2 separate regions of the Columba livia genome follow, and region 1 is linked to region 2. A link is a contact called in public Hi-C data. All regions are on one chromosome and are shown on one strand. The core of a region is the stretch at or near the end of the contact, and the rest is flanking DNA. Distances in the headings are between cores, read along the strand shown.

Region 1 (3,619 bases), core at 272-2,771, 160 kb after region 2:
CCAATATTTATCCTCGCACCGCACCGAACCGAAACATCAGACCGACCGCCGAAGATTAAACCAGCACCACAAAATGGGGAACAAGGCTGGGCGTGCTGACAGCAGCTGAGGGAAAAGGTGTCCACCGGCTTCCCGCCCCAAGGGTGGCTGCACCCAGCGCCCCAATGCACAGCCGTCCCCCTTGCGGAAACTGCACCGACGCCGGGCAAGCCGGGCCTGGAGCGAACCGGTGTGCAACAGGTCTGCAACCCCGCTCCCCCCGCAGCGCCCAGTGCCACCCCCGGGGCTCCCCCGGCAGCACCCCCGCCCCCTCCATCAGCCTCCAGCCCCAGTAACGGGCCGGGCAACAGCGCACATCACCGGGGTGTGGGGGGAAAGATGGGGGGCGAGGGGGGGATTAACTTGTTTACCTACTTGGAAGTAAACTTCCATGTACGGGAGCGACCGGCCCCTCCGCCCGCTGCTGATTCAAGCCCTGGCGATGAATGAGATCCCCTCCCCCACCCGGGCTCTGCAAACTCCACACTTGAGCGTGAATACCTCGCATTTTTCCCCCCACCGAGCAATTTTTTTTTTTTTTTAAAGGAAAAAATGATGCATTAGAATACTATCTCAGGACTAGGGAGCCGCTCCACAAACTGCCCTCCCCACCCCGGGGTGGGTCAATGGGTTCTCGCCCCGCTCGGGGGGCAGACGAAATCGCACCCGCCACAGAGACGGCAGCCCTGAACACATCACCTCGGCCCAGCGCTCCCGCGAAACAAACCCAAATAGCCCCCAAAACGCCCCAGTTCAAAAAAAAACTTCGTCATAACAGGCATCGGCTGAGCGACCCCCCACTTCTCCTCCCCAGCCCCCCTCCCCGGGCGGGTCAGCCCGCCGAGCCAGGGCAGGCTGCAGAGGGGACGTGTGGGGCGGCGGGCTGGGTTCGGGGGGCTGCACCGGCGAAGGACGTTTGTCACCTCTCCGCGCGTAAGAGAGAGGAAAACACACACACACCAGGATGAATAATCCGCCTCGGAAACTCACCTCGCTCAGCGGGCGTTAAAGGCACAGCTCCCGCGGGCGGCGGGGGGAAAGCCTCAACTTCTGCGGGCGGCGCTGGCGGAGACTTTCCCCTCACTTGCCGCGCATGGTGCAACTCCTCTTCCCCCGGGGTCCCGGCCAGCCTGCGAGGAGACTGTAAATCCCCCCTCGCCGCCGCCGCCGCACACGCCTCCTCCTCCCCCTCCGCGCGCACAGGCGGCACAAGGAAGTCCCGGAGAGTGGGAAGGGGAAAACGGAAAGTTTTGGGGCGGAATGGCGGTCAGGAGGTGCCGCCGCTCGGCACGGCTCAGCCGGCGGGGTGGGGGTGGCGGGGGGGTTGGGGGGGGACACACGATGGTTGGGCCGGTGCGGGCGCGCGGCGGCGGCGGGAGCGCGGCGCTGAGGGGGAACCGGCCGCACCCGGGGCCCGCCGCCGCCGCCACCACTACCGGGCGGGAGGCAGGGAGGGGAGGGCGGGTGGAAGGTGGGGGGTGGGACACCGGGGGTCGAGCGGCGGAGTCCGGTGGGGTGAAGAGAGACCGGGAGTGAGGGAGGGGGTGGTCGAACCTGCCGCGCCCTCCCCCACCTGAGTCCCGCGCACCCCCAGGCACACGGGGACACGCAACTCGAGACACAGCGGGTGTCCCCAGCGCCGCCAACGCCCCTCGGGGTGCCCTCAGGTAACTCCTGCCGCTCGCTTCCACGCGTTATTTTCAGTATTGTTGTGCTTTCACGCCCCCCCAACCCGTAACAGAAACCCAGTGACAAACCAAGCACACATACACCCCCACGCACACGGAGGACAACCTGCACCCTCCCCCAGCCCGCCGAGCGGTGCGGCGGCGTTAACCTTGTGCAGGGCCGGCAGCCAGCAGCAGAGCCGCCCCGCGCGGCTGGGGGCACGCGTTGCCCACGGCCGCCCTCCCCCACGCACGTACAGCGCCCGCAGCAGCCACCCGGGCCCTGGCACACGCTGCTGCCGGCCCGCTGGGCAGCGCCTGTTACCATCGCTATTATTATTTATGATTTAAGCTCGGGGCTGGCGGGGGTGCACGGAAAGGCCCCCGCAGAGGCCACCCGACATGGAGCCGGAGGCACGTTGCCTCACGCACATAAAACACGAGGAACGCATCGTTATTATCGGTTACTGTGACGTTTTGTTTCGCACAGGGTGCAACGGCCCACACGGGGCCACGCTGCGCTCCCTGGCCCGGCACAACGCGTGCTTCCCGGTCCCCGCTCCTCTCTCTCCCTGGGGCCGCCGGAGATGCACACACAGGCCGGGCTGCGGGCAGCACCCCCCGGGGCGCTGGGGGGTTGGTGGGGCTGACGCGGCCTCCATAGCTGTGAATCAGCAGAAAACGGGCTTTATTGCCCGCCGGTGGGAATGCAGCACCCGCGGACAGACACGCTGCCTCTCTGCAGCCTCCGTCGTGCCCGCTCCGTCCCCCCCCTCCCCACCCCCACGGGCGGCGGTAGCGCCGCGCAGCTCCGCGCCGGGCGGATGATGCAACGCGGCCCGGGCTCCATGTGCTTTCCCCTCCCCCTCCGCGGCGTGTTTTTTTTTCCGCCTGGAGGGTCACCCGGCGGCTGATTGATTCTCCTTTCGCCCTGCTCAGTCATTCGGGGTTGGAAAGTAAATAACAAGTTGACATCATTACCGCGCTCCGCAGTGCCCCGCCGCGCCGCTACCGCGCGGCGACGAGTAGCTGCGCACGCAAAAACAAAAAGCCTCGCCGCACCGGGCCCAGCCCCTGGGACCGCACCTGCCCGCCGCCCCCCAGCACAGCGGGGCCCGGGGCCGGCGCCCCCCCGACCTCGGCTCGTACCTCCACAGCGCTGGAGTGGGGTTCCGGCCGGTTGCAGGGAGCCGCCGCGTTTGTTGGTGGTGGTTGCAGCTCCGCGAACCCCCCCTCCCCCCCCTCCCCGCCCAACCCCCACCTCGGCCTCATGGCTAATGTCATGCAAATAATAAGATTATCTGGATGTTGCCTGGGTGTCTGCCTCGGTGGGCTGATCCCGGTGACAGCGAGACTCGCTCGGCACCGAAAGTCGTATTTATTATTGTCGTGGTTTTGATTTTTTTTGTTTCCTCTAAATGACCTTTCCACTTTTTTTTTTTTTTTTGGTCTTATTTTGACATTAAAGGGAATTTCCTGCTCATTATACATTTAGCCCAAAGCCTACGTATGTGCTGTCGCCAAGCGTACATATGGAAAAATATGATGTAATCCAAGGCAGCACAACAAAGATCATTGCTACATACATTCACGTATGTGTTGAAACGAGAACTCTCGAAACACTGGGAAATGTTATTGCGGGCTCATGTGATTCATTTTCGTATTTGGAGCCTAGAGACTGCAGCACAAGGCCATCAGCGCTTAAGCTGACATACCAACAAATGTCTAATGTTCTAAATAAGCTCCCATTCCACTTTTTTTCAAAAATAAAACCTACATTAGGTTCTTATTACTTGACAATGTAAACAAACAGAAACCCTCTCCAGATTTATAGTGAGACGGCACTGAATTTTTACTTCTTGTGCTTTTTGCTTATTTGCTTGCTTTTAAAGTGCTATGGGCTTACAAATGAA
Region 2 (3,983 bases), core at 213-2,712:
TGGGACAGACTCCTAACACTGGTTTGTTATCACAACTGCATCAAAGAGCAGCCTGGCATGAATGGCAAAAGTCCTTGCCACATTTAAAAAATAATGTGCACAAACCCTAAACGTGGTATTGGGTCATAAAAAGAAAACCACACAGAACATTAGTGATAAAAACAAATCAGTTTCCAATATTACACATGGCAAACAATACAACCTTTTCTCTATTTTATATTCCTTTGTTCTCACCCATCATGTTTCACATGTTACATTCAGCTTAAGAGGAAAAAGGAATAGCTTTTTATGTATTAATATTTATTACAGATCTTTGGCAATTATGAATATCTATGGTAAATATTTTGTAATGTTGTACTTCCTTATCTGTCATGCTTCACTCCCTCTCAAAGCATCATGCCTTTAAGGCTGGCAGGGCAAAAATGCTGTCGTGTCCTCTTTCTTTCCCCTGGCAGGTCAAGGACAACAGAGGCACATTGTGGCTGCTCATCCAGCCCCCACAGGCAGTGCCCCAGCCAGGGTCAGAATTTACACACAACCACTTCGCTACGCACATGAGAGGATGGATGCCTGGTCTTACGTGATCTGAGCCAAAGTCAATGAAATCAGAGAGGATGTCTCTAGTGACCTCTGTGGATGTTTGCTCATGGCTTGCAAGCCAGGTCTGCCCGCTAGCAGGTGTCAGGGAGTGAAGATTTAACCTACACTGCAGGCTTTTCCTGCCAAATTCTGCTGTGACCTTGAAAACACAAGGCTGTAAACACAGAGACATGCCTGCTGCAAGAATCTGTGCACCCCAGATCTGTTGACTGCGGTAGTGGAAACACCATAAACCAAACCAATTTAAGTAGTGCAAAGGAGACCTCAATGCCATAGCTGAAAATTGAAATACAGTTCTATCTCAGAGCTTTTCAGCTCTCTGCTGGGGGTGGGGCAAAGTATGAGGAACAAAATGAAATCAGATCAAGAGAAAGCTGATGGCTTGAGTCTCTGGGCCATTGGGACGTGTTGTTTGGCAAGCCCCGGTGTGCCAGTCAGAGGTGCCAGTGGTGGTGGCAGTGCCGGTGGAGGCGATGGGGGTACTTACTTCGTTGATGCTGATCTCAGCCTCCACATACTGGAGCCCCTTCTGGAGGATGGAGATGAGTGCGGCAGGTGGCACTAGCGTTCCGTTGATGTTGGACTGGCTGATGTGGCTCTCGATACCGAAGGTGAAGGCCGAGTGGGAGAAACCTGAGAGCAGGAAAAGGAAGCCATGACACGAAATCTCAGTGCACCAGAGCCAGATACACCTTCGCTTCACGGTCTAAAAATAATCCCGCTCAGAGATCTGAGAGACGCTGCCGCGTAAGCAGAAGGACGTGGGCTGCACAGAGCCGGGGAGGTTAACCAGAGCCATCCTGACCACCCTGCCGCCGCCCATCCCCCTGCCCTGTACGTATAGGGGAAGCTGTATAGAAATGGAAATGCACGCAGCAAGAAATAACCAGAGAACTGCACTAACTGAAAACAAAACCACACACACACACAGACACAAAATTAGGAATAGCCACTGGGGCAAGTCCAGCTAAAAAGAAGTGCCTCAAATCTGCATTTCCCCTTGCTGCATTTTAGTCTGGGTGTTTTCTAAAGATAAATACTTAAATCCCTATCAGCGTGCAAGTTGTATAAAATCAAGGCATAGATGCAGCTGACACAGGAGAGCCATTCCCTCGTATGAGGGAAGAGATTTGAAATCTTCTGCTTATTTATTGTTAAGTACAGTGTGACATGCAGAGCACTGCCATTAAAACATGAAAAAAACTGAAGAGCCGCTCCTGTAAACCTGTTTTCTGAAAGTGAAGACTAATAGCAAAAATAATTCACTGGGATCTGCCAAGGAGCAGATGACAAGCCAGTGTGGTGGACTGTCCTTTAGTCAGAAGATTTTCTCTTCCCCGTTTCATTTCTGTCATTGTCTGAGAAAAAGGGGGTAATGAAGGTGATGGCACTGAAAATTAGAGAATTTTGGTGGAGAAATTTTCAAGAGTGGTGCCTTAAACACTGTCTGAAGCTGCTCAGAACTGTTGCTGGGCCCGAGGGCGAGCGCCATGGAGCGAATGAACGTAGCAGGGGCAGATGCGGGAGGGGGATGGGGGAACAGGATGTAGATATAACTGTAGGAACCCATTTATCACCACACTGTCTCCAGAGCATTAATCTAACATTAAAAGCCTTGGGGAAACCACCCATGCACTGTCTCAAACAGGAAGAGCCCTCGCAGCCTCCACCGACTAGACAAGAGAAGAAAAAAAAAAGGAAAAAAGAAAAAAGAAAGCAGCTCTCAGATGAAAATGCTTCCGTTAAATATAGCTGTGCCTCTTCCCCCTGTCAACAGTAGTTTCATTTATAGTTTTGTCCGTTAAGGGATTTCCCCCGTATCACTGCAATGTCCAATTGTGTGTGGGCTGGAGGACGGGATTTTGGGCTCGCTCCACAGCAATGCTTTCTTTCTCTCACTCAAATTGTTTTCGGGATCTTTTTTTTTGCAGCTAGCTCAATTATGATTGCAGATAGATAGCAAAAACAAGCCCGAGAAACAGAATGCCTCCCACATTTGAAATTATTTCTCTGTGATTCTCTCCCCCTACACATTTTATTTTACCACTGTTTTTCTCCTGTTCCTGGTAACAGCCTCTGCCCTCTCCTTTCACAACACTACCTTGCCTTCATGGCACTCCCACAGTTTTTGGGGATGCTTTTGGTACTTTTTCAAAAGTGTCAGGTCCACCTATGAGAAGAATTATGTAGTATTACAAGGCAGAGAAGTAAAGCACAGGAAAAAACACTTGAAATACTGCAGTATCATTTATCCAATCTCTGGTCCAATTCTTATCCTGCTCTTTATGTCCTGGTCTAGTTTATGAGCTGCTGGACCTCCTGCTGCATCCAAAATAAGCTGTAAGATCTGCAGGGCAGTGTTTTTCCCTTGTTATTAGTTTTTTAGGACACCTAAGAACATCATTGGGCACCACAAGGATGAAGAAATCAAGCATCCAGCACACGCAGCCTGTGTCTGAGGGTTCTAGGGATTGATCACCGAACATCGAAATCTCTGTGTATATATAAACACATGGCATACAACCAACCAGAATTAGAGAACCAGGTCCCACTTAATTTATATTATGTGTATTTAAATTAATCAACAACACCACCACCTTATGGAAAAGGAATAGACTTTAAAATGCATGATGGATAAATCAACGCATCTACTGAAGAATGGAGAAGAATGAGACAATTAAGCTGTTGTCTCGAAGCACCGAAGTTGACTTCTAAAAAAGCCAGCAGCTAGCCTGTCAGCTGGCAGCTCAGGAAGTTGTTAACATGGTCTCTGATTCAGTCTAAAGGTGGATGGCATAAAACCAGCAACCGACACTGACAGAAAATGTAAAAAAGCAGAAAACAATTACTGTGGATCTACAGAAGGCTTAATTTTAACTATGATTCTGTACCTCTCATTATTGCAGTTGGCATCTTGCAGACTCTTTAGTTGGCTGCTGGCATATGTCAAGTCCCTTCTTTGCCAGCAGACAGATGACAGTGGCACACAGGGAACCTCTGTCCAGTATTGAGTTGTCACATCCCCAAAGAGCAACACACCTCACTGCACGTGAGAGAAGGAACTTCTCAGCACAAAACCCTGTTGTGTTACTGCAAGGGATCTTGCTATTTTACTGTTTCTCTTGATGCTAACAAATTATTGCCAAAGCACCTGTAAGATGAGGAAACACAACACCCCTGGCTACAGTGTCACTGAAGAGCAATCTCACTTGCACGTCTCCAGCAGCTGTGACAAACTTTCCTAAAATCTTATGCTAAGATTCAAATACTGAAAATCAATGGAGCAAAACTGCTTAAGAGGGTGCTGCTGGACACCATGCTCCCCATGCCTCTTGGAGAAATCCTCCCAAACAATTGTACTTAAAAGAAAAACAAACACAACA

The links. Hi-C and Micro-C count contacts between places; a contact is called where the count stands out from the background.
Region 1: a contact with region 2 is called in a Hi-C map of crop, with 2.7 times the contacts expected there. The contact joins the promoter of TBL1X here to the enhancer-like site in region 2. A contact is called at or near these places in 2 of 2 Hi-C or Micro-C datasets (crop and liver).

The regions. Positions count from the first base shown.
Region 1 is chr1:113,380,902-113,384,520 of bColLiv1.pat.W.v2, forward strand. TBL1X (transducin beta like 1 X-linked) reads right to left here and starts at 1,522. Exons shown (of 16, transcript XM_065073658.1): 1 at 1,030-1,522. It overlaps LOC110358824 (a long non-coding RNA gene), which reads left to right and starts at 2,099. Exons shown (of 5, transcript XR_002413586.2): 1 at 2,099-3,619.
Region 2 is chr1:113,217,804-113,221,786 of bColLiv1.pat.W.v2, forward strand. It overlaps TBL1X (transducin beta like 1 X-linked), which reads right to left. Exons shown (of 16, transcript XM_065073658.1): 4 at 1,088-1,233. Among named protein-coding and RNA genes, the nearest start is that of GPR143, 69 kb to the left of the region's middle. Within about 2 kb of position 1,463, at least 2 of the 3 cell types and tissues checked have an H3K27ac peak away from gene starts, as active enhancers do.